Linked DNA regions of Gossypium hirsutum: region 2 is linked to region 1. The links are chromatin contacts, called in public Hi-C maps. All regions are on one chromosome and are shown on one strand. Each heading gives the region's core, a stretch centred on a gene start, on an enhancer-like site or on the middle of the called end of the contact. The rest is flanking DNA. Distances are from core to core; before and after follow the strand shown.

Evidence for each region. A called contact is a pair of places that touch in the nucleus more often than the background predicts.
Region 2: a Hi-C map of leaf shows a contact between it and region 1, with 4 times the contacts expected there. The contact joins the promoter of LOC107893857 here to the promoter of LOC107946986 in region 1. A contact is called at or near these places in 2 of 34 Hi-C or Micro-C datasets (both in leaf).

What each region holds. Positions count from the first base shown.
Region 1 is chrA13:64,473,769-64,478,532 of Gossypium_hirsutum_v2.1, reverse strand. LOC107946986 reads left to right here and starts at 2,932. Exons shown (of 3, transcript XM_016881506.2): 1 at 2,932-3,232; 2 at 3,366-3,471; 3 at 3,566-4,103. The coding sequence starts at 3,200. The coding sequence ends at 3,699.
Region 2 is chrA13:64,923,730-64,928,493 of Gossypium_hirsutum_v2.1, reverse strand. It overlaps LOC107893857 (E3 ubiquitin-protein ligase PRT6), which reads left to right and starts at 2,398. Exons shown (of 18, transcript XM_016818984.2): 1 at 2,398-2,607; 2 at 2,740-2,947; 3 at 3,120-4,232; 4 at 4,467-4,764. The coding sequence starts at 2,894.

The sequences.
Region 1 (4,764 bases), core at 1,683-4,182:
CGAAACTTAACTTACCAAGTGTATTAATTAAACAACTATAAATGATTTTATTTAGCCATAGTCCAAATTTCCTTTTCCTTATACACAACACCTCACAAGATTAGTAGGTGAAGCAATGCACATATAAATTTAACCAAATAAGGAATATAACATCTCAAGCTTTTCAAATCATCACTCACTTTCATCATATACTATGTACTTTCATTTTCATTACCTTTCACACCTCAAACTTTATATATCATACATATTATAGCATAGTAAATCATGGCATATACCTAATAAGCATTTAGGTTTTATATTTTATCCATCACACACACACATATATATATCCATTTCACATTCTACACATTTTAGTCCACATAGTTAGTAGATAATAAGTAAACATAACATCTATGAAACATAAATATATTAAGAAATAAATTCCATGCTTATTTCATATGTCTCATGATAAATTCTCATCCTTTTCATTGCATATGTGCATATCCATCTTTTAATTTCTTATGAACATTTAAAACATCATATAAAAATAATTTAACTCTATACAAACTTATTTGTACCAAAAATGATGCCCTAATGTGATCCAACGACTAATCCGCTATTTTGGTTTTCCTACGATTAGTATTCGTTTGAGTCGTTTCCTGATCTAGATAAATATTTTTATTCAATTAATCCCTTTACAGCATTTAAAACAATCAATTTAGCTTATAACCCTTAATAATGGAAATTTATGAAATTGGGCTCAAAGTTTACATTTTATGCAATTTAGTCCTTAAACTTGAAACTTGCAATTTCACCCTTTTTTAACCATAAATCATGCTAGTCGATTTTTATCTAATCTTATAACATCCCAAAGTTATCAACAATTTACAATATTTTCCTTGAATTTTACTATTTTTATAAGTCCCTAAACCTTAAATTCATCAAATAATACTTAACAAAATATGTCTATTTAACAACCAAACTTAACAATCTACTATAAAACTTTAAAAACATATCAAATTTATCCATGGAATAATTTATAACATTTAATAGTTTTACAATTTGACCCCGAGCTAAATAGATTAAACTATTACGAGCTCAAAAACATAAAAGTAATTAAAAGCGGTTCCAAAATCACATGCCATGCATAATACCAAGCTTGGCCGAATGTCCAACTCAAAAAAATGGTGATTTTTTCCTTTCCAAATTCGGTGCTAATGCCTTTGGAAGATGACAACTTCATTTTGTTTAATTTTGTTTTAGTTTAATATATTTAATTACCATTTTACTCTTAGTACATCATCTAACAACTAACACAACATCGTCCATAAATGTCCACTACCTATATGCATGGTATATTTATCATTTAGGTCCCTTAACTTACATTTCAAAAATCTTTTAACCCACTTAACTAATGAAAATTAACTTTTGCAGTTTTTATGACTTAGTCCTTTTTAATTAATTAACTATCTAAACATTAAAATTTCTTAATCAAATTTTAATATGACCCTAATAACACTCCATAAATATTTAATAAAATATTTACGGGCTTAGTTTATAAAAATGAGGTCTTGATACTTTCTTTTCTAAAACCACTTGACTTTAAGGATTTATCACTTGAACCTAATTATTCGTTCAAATAACATAAATTATCATTATAAAAAATTATTAAAATACTATTTTTGACTTATAAATATAAATTTACGAATTCACTCATGACTCCGAAACTATTATTTCTAGCTCCATTAAAAAATAACTACTGATTATTAATTTAACTAAAAATTATAAAAATTATAAAACAAATAATAATTTATAACATTTCATGACAAGTCGAATAGCGGATTATTTTATTTTAGTTTTTAAATTTTTATCTGTTCATAGCCGTTTGTTTTATTTTCGATATTATCACCAATTGAACCGTCCATTTTCAATTCAAACACAGCATTGATTAAGACATGTGGGATTAAAACGGCAGTTTTAGGGGGTCGTTTCCATCTTAGTGTGGGACCCTGCCACGTCCAGACCAGAGTGTGGAACGAGCGTGCACCCATGTTTTCTTAGTCTCCGGCATGAGCGGGTCCCACATGTCACGTGGAGGGTAGCATAATGGCCACGTATGATAAGAACGGTGACTGCTATAGAATCTCCTCTAATCTCCTCTCCACCAATCACAGACATCGTACCACGTGCGCTTTAGACCCCACCTACAACCTATGACTTCTTTCACATTTTTCCTAAAATATAAAAAAGACTTCATTCACATTTCTTTATGTAATATATAATTTTAGATAAGATATGAGCATATAATATAAAATAAATATTATAAATACCAGAGTCAAGTGAAAAAATTAATACAATAAATATATTAAAAGCTCCTGAAAAAAAATCTTATGAAAAATTTCAAATATTTATGGTTTTTATTAATTTTATAGAGTTTTATATAAAAATAAAAATATTTTTATATTCAATTCACCATGAAATGAGTTAAATTAGAAACTTAAATATATGGATAATAGTAATACATGAGAAATAATATCAACATATTTCCCATAGCTTTATGAGTTAATTTCTTTAGATGTCCTTAACCTATGGTTTTCATTTTATGTATGTCCTCAAATTTCGAAACGTTTGAATTAAATTTTTAAAGTGTTAATATTATATCAATTCTGTATGTCATTCTAGCTGTTAAGAATATCACGATCAGAACACAAAAATTTAATTTTAAAAATATGTAACTTAAATTTAATATATGTTAAGTTTTAATGAAACTATTTTTTTAGTTACACCATACAGGCCAGCTGACTCGAAGACTTATACTTTGATGACCTAATTAAAATTTTCAAATGTTTTAAAAAAAATTTAAAATCTGAACAACAATTGAAGGATCTATGATGCAATTAACATTTTTAGCATTATTTAATTATAATATCCAATTTTCACCCGCATGCTTTTATAAATTGAACAATTTTGGCCCTCTCTTTGATCTCTATTCTCAAGCTGATTCTTCCTTGTTCGGTAGCTCTCTTCCTAGCTACTTTCTTTTTTTTTATTTCTTTGCTTCATTTTCTATCTGCTGGCTTTTCACCTTTGTTTCTTTCTGCTAGTTTCTTCTCCATCTCTCTTTCTCTATATATTTCCAACTCTTCGAGCTTTACCTACAAGTCTAGGCAGTAGAATAAGAGATTTATTTAGAACTTTTATATAGTAATTTGTCTGATTAATGGGTGACTCTTCTGCTTCATATATCAACTTGGTAAGTAACAGTAAATCTTCTAGATTTCTATGTTGTAGTATACTTTCCCTTTTAAGTTATCGTTGTTGGTAGTAAATAGTCATTATCATCTATATATTTAAATATATAGGTTTATAAGTTGATGTATATGCAGGTGCAGCATCTTATAGAAGAGTGTTTGATATTCAACATGAGCAAAGAAGAGTGCATGGAAGCTTTGTCTAAGCATGCAAACATTAAACCAGTCATAACTTCAACAGGTTCAGCTGAGTGATTTTTTTCTTTATATGTAAAAGGTTGAGGGTCTTTTATGACTTCAGTTTTAGAGTATGATGTGTATGATTTTGGTTGCAGTTTGGGATGAATTGGAAAAAGAAAACAAAGAGTTCTTTGAGGCATACATAAAGGGCAGAGATCAGAGAGCAACTGAAATAGAGAAAAGGCAAAGGATTCAGAAGAAGCTTAATACTTTCTCGAGTACTCAATAGAAAATTTTTATACTAGATTTTTGAGCTCTGAATCTAGATTATCATCATTTGAATAACCCAAAGACATGAAACGACGTCGTGTGAATTGATACACTAGTTGGGAAGCGTGACGGTATGTGGCATTGTGAGAGCAGTAATGGGCAAGGGGGTTGCATGAGTTGATGGCACGTTGCATAAACGTGGCACCGCCCTCTTTGTTTCTTTTGTAATTGTGTCGCTTATTTACACGTTTAACGACAATCTAAGCTATGAGTGCATGTTTTGCTAGCTTTAACAATTGAAAGTTAAAAAGGGCTCTGGGGACCATGTTCAAAGGAGACGATGTTGTGTCAATTCTCAAGAGTCCCATGTTTTTAGTGTTTTTTTAGCAAAGAATTTCGAGCGAGAGATCACTTCTCTTTTTATTTGTGTTTATGTTCATTTGTATATTATCACTGGCATTGTAATCCAATATAATAAATTACTTTAATAATTTTTATAAAAAGATAATTACGTTATGAAATAAATAATAAAGTGGGTAAAGAAAAAAAATAGAAGAGCAAAAAAGAATTTATTTTATTTATCAAATAGGATATTTATAATTTTTTTGAAAGTTTATTTTTATAGATATAAAAAATATATATGATACAAAATTTTACTTTTAATAAAAATTTATCTTGATTTTGATAAATATATACTTCATAATAAAATATTCATAACTCTCTTTCAATGTTCATCGGTAAATAAGTATTTTTTCTCTCATGACAACATCACATAATATCTAATATTCTATGTATTCAATCTTAAATACTAGATTTTTAAATGATCACTTGAACAGATTTGATAAACGTTTATATTATCATTATTCTGAAAGTCATGAGTGAGGAAGAATTTTTGGAGAAATATATTTTGATCACTTCAGGAGTTTCAACAACAATAATAATAAATTTTAATCATGATCATTCTATAATAATACATATATTCAAATCAATTCATATATATATACTCACATAATTGTACTGAACAATCTCTCAAGATTTTTTGTATACTTTTAGCATTTTAAATTTTTCAAAGATTTTAATATAA
Region 2 (4,764 bases), core at 1,149-3,648, 450 kb before region 1:
ATATTATTCTCAGGACATTATTATAAAACAATTTATTTATGTACACAGAAAAGAAACTGAAATAATAATGGCAACGCCTTATATCAATAAACATGATAAATCAAGTATGTTATTACAACCATCTCGTGATTGATCTTTGGGCATACTCTTACAGAATGCACATAAGAAAGTTATGCTTATGAGACTTAATGACATTTATGAAACTTTACCTTATTTTAGTTGTATGATTTATGTTGCTTATTATTTGCATGTGAACTTACTAAGCTTTAAAGCTTACCCCATTTTTTTTCCTTTTCTTATAGTGTCGCCAAGCTAGTTTGGGGATCAGAGAACGCCGGAGTTTTCGATCACACTATCAATTGAATAATTGGGTATAGCTAGTCTCAATATTTTGAGTATGGCATGTATAGGGACTTGGTTTTTTTGTTATGTGTCATATTGATTAGCCAAATGTGTTGGCTCATGATGGTATTATGATTCATTTTGTATATGGCCATGAGAGGTGGCTCATATTGATTATTTGGGTTGTAACCCTAATTAGTTATGCATGCATGTAAGTGTGTTTGTCCTTATTGTGATTGTTTGTGATTAATATGTATGATAATAAATGTGGTATAATGATGAATAGATAGGAAATTGGTGTGAACTGCCATATGAAAGCCTAATGGTTTAAGTATGTGATATGTTGACACTACCAAGTTATAAATTAACCATGTATGTGAATGCTTGACTAACTCAAGGTGTCATGTTGCATGCCATGAAGGTAGTGTAGGTGGGTGAGTGTTCAAGGGTGGCAAATGGCTTGGAAAATAGCCTAGAAATTGTCCACATGGACATGTTTCTAGGCCGTGTGAGACACACGATCTACCCCATGGGCGTGTGATCCGGCCGTGTGTCTCCTGCACCCTAATTAATGCAAAATAGAATGCCCAGTAGTAAACACACTGGCAGAGACACGGCCGTGTGTCTCAGTCGTGTGGAGGACACGGCCTTAGACATAGGCGTGTACCCAAGCTGTGTGAAGTCTGCACTTAATTTTGAGAATTTAATTCGCCACATGGCCTAAGCACACGGGCGTGTGCTGTTACATTATGGACTCTTTGGTACACCCATAATTAGTTAGTGTATGAGGGTACACACTAGGGAGTGGGAAAATTGGCGGTCTTCATTCGCAGTTACTGTGTGGAACTAGCAATTGTATTATAGACTCTTTGGTATACCAATAATAAGTTAGTGTATGAGGGTACACATTAGGGAGTGGGGGAATTAGTGGTCTTCATTCGCGGTTACTGTGTAGAACTAGCAGCTTTGACTACTATTTCTCTTCGTTCGAACTTGAGTGCTCTCGTTAAATGGTCTCTTTCACTTTCTAACATGGTTAAGGTAAATGCGGATGTGAGTTTTGTCTTTGCACAAAGGAAATCATGTTCAGAAGTTATTATTTAGGATGAATTGGGCCAAATTTTAAGAGCATGCAACCAATTTACATGTTCTGTGTGGTCGGCGTTTGCTGCTGAAGCACTGGTAGTTGTTCACGGTCTTCGATTTGCTTATGAGATAGGTTTCCATTCAATAGTTTAGAAGGGGATTTTAAAGTTACCATTGAGAAATTAGTTGATACGGTAGAGGATCTATTGGAGATTAGTGCATTAACCTGGGAAGCCAAGGAGCTTTCAAAAGCACTCTATACTTGTCACTTTTAGTTTGTGGGTAGATATGGGAATAGGGTCACGCATGCAATGGCTCGTGATAGGTTACGGAGAGGCGAGGATCAGTTTTGGGTGGAGGAAGCTCTTGATTCAGTTGTTCTGCTGCTAATGAAGATCGTCGCCTCGTAGACCTCCCTTAATTTTTACAGGGCGTCTGTCCTTTGGGGCTTCTTCTTCAACGTTTGCCCTATGTTTGGCTATTTGGTTTTCCAATAAAGTGACCGATTTTTCATAAAAAAAATAGATGCTAAATACTAGAAATGTTTAAAATGTTTTGTAAACTGTGAATTAGAATTACTTTAAAGTAATATAGATTCATATGAAATGTATATTTATATACTGAAAAATAAATTGAAAGATTGAATTTGTTATTAGGCCAATAATTAAAGCCCATGTTAGACTTCAATTACTGAGTTAACGAAATTAATGGAAGAGTGGTTAAAATATTTAATTTAAAAAAAATTGTGATTAAATTGAAAAGAATAATAGTTGGGTGCTAAAAACATAACCAAGTGTACAATTATGTGACTTTTCTTGCAATTACTCCAAGTCTAAATGGGTGGAATATTCTAAACCCAGCAAAGCCGAAGAGAGGCAGGCAATCCATTGTCACAAAGGCCATTAAAGGCCGGGTTTCTTAGCCCACATATAAGACATGGATGGATCGGTTTTTCCCTCCCCCAAGTCCAAAATCCAACACTAGGAGGAAAAGAAAAAAAAGGTTAATCTTTCTTACGGAAGACATCAATAAAGGTTTTTAAGCAACAATGAAGCTTTTAGAAGTGAGATTATTATTATAATTATTATCCAAACAGAGGACAGCAAGAACACGCTATCTCTCAGATTATTCCAGGCAATCTTGCACCACCGCCTTGAAGGAAGACCAGTTAAGCCAAGAGTGAGATATTATTATTTACATAAATACTGAATTAATATATTTTATGTATAAATATGAGGAATACCGATGGGTCTGTTCGCATCAATGCTATGCCCAAAGTGAACGACTGACTGGGAATTTTCTGCAATTCAGGACTTGATAATTTCCTTTGGGTAATTTCAAATTTGATAAAAGAAATTCCATTGAAGAAGTAAACCTGGGGAGTGAAGAAGGCTCCAGATTACGGCCGTGCTTGTATTGCGCTGATTGGCTGCTTCGTTACTGGCATTTGATTTTCCGTAATAAAATGGAATCGCCTGCCGATTCTTCCCCGATTAGGCCCCGTGATCGAGTCGTACGGGTATGTTCATTGTTCTTTTTTTTTCCCTCTGATTATTCAATTAGGTGAAAATGTGAAAATGTTGAAGTTTTATTTTATTTTATTATTCTTTGTTTTTTTTTTCTAATTATACCTTGTGGATTTGTTAATATTGGATTGAATTGCTGAAAAGAACTATTGATTTTGTAATCAGAGGTTAGCTGCTTTAGGGATTCCAATGGAGTACCTTGAGAAGCGTTATGAGGGGATAATTGATTTTGTTAATGGTAATGGATTATTGTTGCCACAGATAGTTTCCGCACTCTTACCTACAGATGAAGATGTGGCTGAGTCAATACAAGATGCTAGTTTAAGGTCTAAGAAATGGATGTGCCTAAGTATGAAAAATCAATTTCGTGAGAGTATGGTTTGGTTGCAGTGGCTGATGTTTCAGGGTGAACCGACAAACACTTTGAAAAACCTAGAGGACTCGAGTGTTGAACAACGCGGTGTTTGTGGTGCAGTTTGGGGATCAAATGACATTGCATATAGCTGCCGGACATGTGAGCATGATCCAACTTGTGCTATTTGTGTTCCCTGTTTCCAGAATGGGAATCACAAGGATCATGACTATACGATTATCTATACCGGTGGCGGTTGCTGTGATTGTGGGGATGAAACGGCATGGAAACAGGAGGGGTTCTGCACGAAGCATAAAGGTTCTGAACAGATTCGACCACTCGATGATAACTTAGCAAACTCTGTTGGTCCAGTGCTTGATGCACTCTTTATTTGTTGGAAAAACAAGCTATTGGCAGCAGAATGTATATTTCAGGAGAATATGAGAGCAACTGACTGTGGTGCCAAGCAGAGGAAGGCTGCAAATGAGCTTACTTATGTGGTTGTTGAGATGCTTATAGAATTTTGCAAGTGTAGTGACAGTTTGCTTAGTTTTGTAGCTAGGAGTGTAATTTCTCTAGATGGTTTATTGAATATTCTGGTTAGAGCAGAGAGGTTCTTTGGTGATGGTGTCGTGAAGAAGCTCCATGAACTGCTGCTGAAATTGCTGGCAGAGCCTATCTTCAAAAATGAATTTTCTAAAGCATTTTTAGGTTACTACCCAACTGTTATACATGAAGCCATAAAAGAGGGAAGTGACAGCATTTTCAATAAGAAATACCCACTGATCTCAACTTTCTCTGTACAAATATTCACAGTGCCAACACTAACTCCTCGTCTTGTGAAGGAGATGAACCTATTGGACATGCTACTGAAATGCTTGGAAAACATTTTTCTTTCTTGCGCTCGAGAAGATGGTCGTTTGCTGGTAATTTCTATTATTCTTGATTCCTTTTGTGTACTAGGCCAAAATTACTTGAGGACAAATGATTTGGGCATTGAAAAGAGAATAGAGCCTGAGATTTGCTCACATTGTATGTCCATTTGGTTATAGGAATGAAAACAATAACTCCTGAAAGCAGTTATTGAAAAATTTATTTTACTAGTAATGCGTTAGAAGTTTTACAGTCTATGTAAGTCTTTTTGTTTTGTTCTTTTGCAGGCTGCTAAGTGGGGAAGTTTGTATGATACCACTAACCGTGTAATTGAAGACATCCGGGTTGTTATGAGCCATGATGTAGTCTCCAGATATGCAATCCATGAACAGAAGGACTTCTTAAGAGCTTGGCTAAAGCTTTTGACTTTTGTGCAAGGGATGAACCCTATTAAGAGGGAAACTGGCCTCCATATTGAAGAAGAAAATGAGGCTATGCATTTGCTTTTTGTTTTAAGCCATTCTATTGCCAATATTCACTCCCTTCTGGTAGATGGTGCATTTTCTGTTGCCACAAATGAAGGGG